Linked DNA regions of Macaca mulatta: region 2 is linked to region 1. Evidence: chromatin contacts called from public Hi-C data. All regions are on one chromosome and are shown on one strand. The core of a region is the stretch at or near the end of the contact, and the rest is flanking DNA. Distances in the headings are between cores, read along the strand shown. Region 1 holds the start of CTDSP1 (CTD small phosphatase 1). Region 2 holds the start of CNOT9 (CCR4-NOT transcription complex subunit 9).

What was found. Hi-C and Micro-C count contacts between places; a contact is called where the count stands out from the background.
Region 2: a Hi-C map of fetal cortex germinal zone shows a contact between it and region 1, with 2.9 times the contacts expected there. The contact joins the promoter of CNOT9 here to the promoter of CTDSP1 in region 1. A contact is called at or near these places in 3 of 14 Hi-C or Micro-C datasets (CD4 T cells, cortical neurons and fetal cortex germinal zone).

What each region holds. Positions count from the first base shown.
Region 1 is chr12:123,626,444-123,629,295 of T2T-MMU8v2.0, forward strand. CTDSP1 (CTD small phosphatase 1) reads left to right here and starts at 1,345. Exons shown (of 7, transcript NM_001193873.1): 1 at 1,345-1,747. The coding sequence starts at 1,681. All of the region lies in intron 2 of LOC144333483 (a long non-coding RNA gene), which reads right to left.
Region 2 is chr12:123,805,553-123,808,404 of T2T-MMU8v2.0, forward strand. CNOT9 (CCR4-NOT transcription complex subunit 9) reads left to right here and starts at 1,353. Exons shown (of 9, transcript XM_077957569.1): 1 at 1,353-1,498. USP37 (ubiquitin specific peptidase 37) reads right to left here and starts at 850. Exons shown (of 25, transcript XM_077957565.1): 1 at 691-850.

The DNA.
Region 1 (2,852 bases), core at 95-2,594:
GTGGCGATCACGGTGAAGCGCAATGGTGGCCGCCCCGTGGGCTACCCAGAAGCAGGAGGAGGGCCGAGGGAACCAGCCCGGGGGCCGGGGTATCAGTCCCCGACAGTCCCCTCCCGCCCCTGCTCCCAGCCTCAGGGCACGAAGCCGCCGCGCCTAATGGCAGGCGCCGCTCCCCTCCCTTCCCCTCCCGGCCCCCGCGCGGGGCCTCCCCTCCCCGGCTCCCCCTCGGCAGGGCCTGGCGGACGTGCGCCGCGTCGCACCCGGAGGCCGAACGGGACAGGACGCGCCCGCCCCGCCCCGCCACGGAGGCCCGCGGGAGAGCGGGGAGGGGAGGAAGTGCCGAGGCGTGTTTGTCGGGCTTGGCGTTATTAGTTTTTAAATGGTGAACTTACAGAATAGTAATGACGAGTGAAAAGACCAACCCGCAGACCCACGGCGCGCACCACGGAGGGGCTTCCCGCGGGAAGGCAGGGACCTTCGTTCCCAAGTGCCTAGCACTGCGCCACAGGCCGGGTGGAACGAGCCTTGAGGGCCTCTGGTTTGAGGTCCCCACGGTCGGGCTTTGGGCCCACCGCGTGCGGCGCCGTGCTGGGCTCCTGGGATCGGCAGCGAGTCCAGTGACCCCCACCGCACCCCCAGTAATCAAAGGGCGGCCGGCGAACGCGGGCAGGGGAGGGGACCTGGGAAGGCCCCTGGAGAAGGTGGCATTTCCTCGAGGTCGGTGGAATTTGGCTACGCGGAGAGAACAGCGCATACGAAAACTTCTTCAGGCGGGAATGCGTGGTGGCCTGTGCGCGGCGGGTGGACGTGCGGGGCCCCGCGTGGGGCCGTGGGGAGAGGTCGGCAGGGGACTTCCCAGGTCAGGGAATTGAAATTTCACGCCCTACAGACCAGGGGCACCTTGCCCAGGGGCTGCGGGGGGCGGTGACCGTCCTAGTCAAGACCGTGATTCTGAGGTTTGCACAGCTGTTTCAAGCCAGCAGCGCTTTCGCTGGCTCATGACGCCCTTGCGAAGTGACCTTTGCGACCACCAGACAGGAGAGAAGACCCATTTTACAGATGAGGTAGCGCTATCCCCAAGTCGTCAACGAGGTAACCAAGAAGCCTCCAGTCCCGAGTCCTCAGAAAACGCAGAGGTGGAGCCGCGCCGCACTCGTGCACTCCCGGGCGTGGGCGCTCCGCGCGGGCGGGCCTTGGCCCAGGGCGCTCGGCGGCCTGGAACGGTGAGCCGGGTGCCGAGCCTGCCACGCAGCCGCAGAGGCTCAGCCCCGCCGGCGGGCGGCAGGAAGGGAGGCGACGCCCCCTGGAGCGCGGCAGGAACCCGGCCCTGCCCGCCTCCCAGTCCGCCTAGCCGCGTCGGTCCCAGAAGTGGCGAAAGCCGCAGCCGAGTCCAGGTCACGCCGAAGCCGTTGCCCTTTTAAGGGGGAGCCTTGAAACGGCGCCTGGGTTCCATGTTTGCATCCGCCTCGCGGGGAGGAAACTCCATGTTGTAACAAAGTTTCCTCCGCGCCCCCTCCCTCCCCCTCCCCCCTAGAACCTGGCTCCCCTCCCCTCCGAAGCTCGCGGGGATCCCTCCCTCCCACCCCTCCCCTCCCCCCCGCGCCCCGATTCCGGCCCCAGCCGGGGGGGAGGCCGGGCGCCCGGGCCAGAGTCTGGCCGGAGCGGAGCGCGCCCGGCCCCATGGACAGCTCGGCCGTCATTACTCAGATCAGCAAGGAGGAGGCTCGGGGCCCGCTGCGGGGCAAAGGTACCGGGGCTGCGGGGAGGGGGCCGAAGTCGGGGCGCCGTGGGAGGAGAGGAGTGGCCGGGATCTTCCCCAGAGGAGCCGCCGCCGCCGCCCCGGGCGGCCACCTCAGCCGTGCCCGAAGCTCCCAGCCCGAGAGGGAGCGGGGAGAGAGTTTGAACTCAAAGGAGACTCAGAGACGCGGGGCGGGGCCTGGCGCCTTTGGGGCGCTCCCGTCCGCTCGAGGTGAGGAAACTGAGGCAGAAGTAGAGAAGGAACTCCTTCGGGGGCTTCCTGGCTGGCATTGCGTGGTGCATGGGCGCCCCCCCCCATTGGCGCCAATGGGGCTGGGAGATGGGGGAGCTAAGGAGGGTGCCTAAGGGCCACCCGCTGAGACTCCGCCCCACCCCCTCCCTTGGCTGCGGTTCCGTAGGGTCTTGGTCTTGGGAGGGGGCGCCGAGGTGACAGCGGGCTAGGGAGGCTTGGAGGGATCTCCCGCCAACACACAGCCACGTTCCCACAAACTTCGCGTCACGCGTGGAGGCGCCGAGCCCCTCGGAGACACAGAGAGGACGGTCAGCACTTCCAAGAGTTGCCTGGCGCCCGCGGGGAGAGTCGTGCGCCTAGTGGGCACGCACCACCCCGCGAAGCCTAGCTGCTACGCGCCCCCACCTCCTCGCGCGTGGCTGGGCCGGGGTGGGGGTCTGCCCGTCCTTTTCCCCGTGTGGATCTCAGGACGTGGACGCTGCCCCCAGGTCTGCCCACCGTCGCCTGGGCCTGGCTGCCCTGGAGCTGAGGGCAAGGTGGAAAGGCTAGTTGTAGGGGGCCGAAGGGGGATGGGGTGGGAGGGGTGTCTGTTAATCAGGCCGCCGCTCCTGGGCTCCAGGTCGGAGGTTTGGGCAGGGTGGGGCAAACAGATGGCCACTGGACATTGGCCCTAGTCCGAAGGACTGCACCCCTGCCTCTGGGCCCAGCCGCAGTGAGGACTTTGTACCAATGGGGGTGGAGAGGATGGAGAGAGGGCAGGGGCAGACTGCCGTGGGTCCCAGGCCCTGGCTGTCCTGGGCAGGGGTGCTCAGGTAAGGTGGGGTCAGGAGGCACCCCAGTGGGGCTGATCATTAGCAGTCAT
Region 2 (2,852 bases), core at 103-2,602, 180 kb after region 1:
ATCTCCAACCCACTATATCCAACTGCCTGCTTGACATTACCTCTCAGATATCTCTTCCAGTTAGACACTTGTCAGGAATTGCCACCTCAATAAAGGAATTTATACAGAGCTGAAATTTTGAGAGGACTACCCCAAAACCACTTTAGGACAACTCTCCAGGACACAAGACTTTGTCATCAATCATCATTTCCTTTCATGGATCATGACTTAAAATAGTTACATCTAACTACCTGATCTGGCGGCCAGAAATGGGAGCAAGGAAATGCACAACAAAAATACAATTTATGTTTTGCAGTGAGGACTGGTCAAGAGGAAGGTGAAAATGGTCAAGAGAGTGAATGAGTATCATGTCCAAGACCTGATGGATGTGCCGTAACGAAAGTCACCTGAAGAGACAGCAGGCCCTGTTAGAAGGTAAGTGGCGGACAACAGCCCCAGAGAAAAGGGGGCAGGTTTGAGTTTCGGAGGGAGAGAGTGGCAGTGGAGACCAAGTCAAACGAGAGGGGAAAGCCGGGGCAATGCACCCAAAGGTAGTACCTGTGAGGCTGGGGGTGCGTCGAGGGGTTGTGGGCGGGCTCAGTAGCAGCAGGGCGAACTCCAGAAGAGTGAACGCCGAGTGGGCGGATCGCACAGAGGGAGGGGGTGCTAGGGAAAACGGCTCAATTGAGAAGCTACCCCGGCCCGCCTTACCTGCGCCGAAGGTCCGGAGCCCCCAGACAGACCCGCGGAAAGCACGGAGCCCGCGCGGAGAAGGAGGAGCCGGGGGTAATGGAAGTAGGGATACCAAACCCAAAGGAGGGAGGCCGCTAGCTACCCCTAGTCAGGGAGAGCGGCTGATGGCGGGAACTGTGACCACACGCAAACACGCACGCACGCACGCACATTCTACGCGACCAGACAGGCGCGTGCGCGCCAGCCAAAAACTCCGCCCCTCACACGCCCTCGCCCCGCCCCCCAGCACCTAGAGCGGCCTAGCCCGGGCAGCCCCGCCCCAGCCGTGACTGTAGTACGCACGCGCACTTTCCGCTTCACCCGATTTCGAACCCCCCCCAACCATTTCCCTCCTACACAGCCCAGTCGGGCATGCGCAATAGTTGTCTTCCCGGGACTGTCCATCCTTTCCCGCCGTTCACTGGCCTTTGGAGGAGGGTCAGAGTTCATGCCGCTCTCTGGAAAAATCTGCTGAAAGCCAGGAGTTGCGGGGACTAGTGGTCGTGGACGTCCTTCCGATCCTAAATCTTAAGGGGCAAAGGCCATACTCTGGGACTGTTAACTAGGCCGAGGGCCTGGAGGCGGGAAGAGGATGTGTGGGTGGGGTCAGGGGTGAGAGGTCAGAGGGCCGCGAAGGGGGCGGAGCGAGCCGGAGGCGGATGGCGGCTACGGCGGCTCATTATTTTCCGCGGCAGGGGTGCTGAAGCGGGGACGCGGGTCAGACGCGTCCGGCTGTGGAAGGAGAGCGGCGGCCGCTCACAACATGCACAGCCTGGCGACGGCTGCGGTGAGTGGCTGGGTCCCCAGGCCTGGAACCAGAATCCTTCCTCAGACCCACGTTTCGGCCTTCTCTCCTAGTTCCCGGTGTCGGGTCCCTAGTCTGATTTTTTCTGTACTCAACCTACGAGGCCCCGATTCCCCTCCTCGGCACGCTTTGGTTGTGGTGGAGCCGGCCTGTATTTCCTCGCCGGACGCATCTCGCGGCCTCCAGCGCGACCCATCGCGTTCTTTGCGGGCGCCAGGGCCTGGTCCCGCGCCCGTAGCAGGCCATTCATTGATTTTTTGAGCTGACCAACAGTTTCAGGGCGCCAGTTGTGTTCTGGGCGCCGGCGTCGATGAGGGGAATTCCATGGTCAATCTGACGCGGCTCGCGCTCTCAGAACTCACCGCGTCGCAGCGGGAAGGAAATGGCTTCTAGTTCAAACCACTTGCTTTACTTATGGAAAACCTGAGGCCCGAAGAAGTGCGTAATTTTTGCATCTGACTTAGGTTCTCTGCGTTTAAAACTTTCCTCGACACATCTCGTTTTACCCGCGTGATTTTTTAACGGAAAAGAAAGTGTAATTCAGCTGTCTGAAGTAATCCTACTTCTCTTGGCATTTAAATAAAATCTAGACTCCTTGCCATAGCCTACAAAGGCCCTGTATGATGTGGTCCTTAACCCACGTTTATAATCTCGTTTTATGTCTCCTCCTCAAGCTTCAGCTACACTGGCCACCTAACCCAATGCAACGCGCTTTTCTTCTCCAACATGCACTTTGTGGTCTCTACGCCTAGAGTGAATGTTCTTCTTATCCCTCCTCCTTTACACACACAGCATGAGTGTAATTGGTACCTCTTCCTTGAACTCTCCTTCTTCTCCTTAAACTGTTTATCCAAATCCGTCTTTCTTCAGGTCTCTGCCTAAATCTGTCTGAGTGGCCTTCCCTGACTATCCTTTTCAAATTAGTTCCGCAGCTTCTAACTTTAGTAGAGTACCCTTTACAGCCTTGTTCCCTGTGTAATTATTGTATTCGCTTATTTGTTGTCTGTCTCCTTGAAGGCAGGGACAGGGATCATGTGGGCCCTGTTGACATGGTTTCCCCGGTGCCAGGACAGTTCCTAGTACAAGATAAAGACTGAGATACTTTGCTGCATGAAAGAATATTGAAGGGAAGGTGACCACTGAAAGAACATAGCCATGATGGTGAAAGGAGATCATTTGATTTGAGCACACCTGCCCGAAGACCATTTCTGCTTTTTCTGTTTAACCAAAGGGAAATGATTTAAGGAAAGTGATGTACTGAAATTGTATTAGCAGGCAAAATGACGTAATTACTAAATAAAGCACCAAAAATTGCCATGCCTTTAAGTACAAAAAG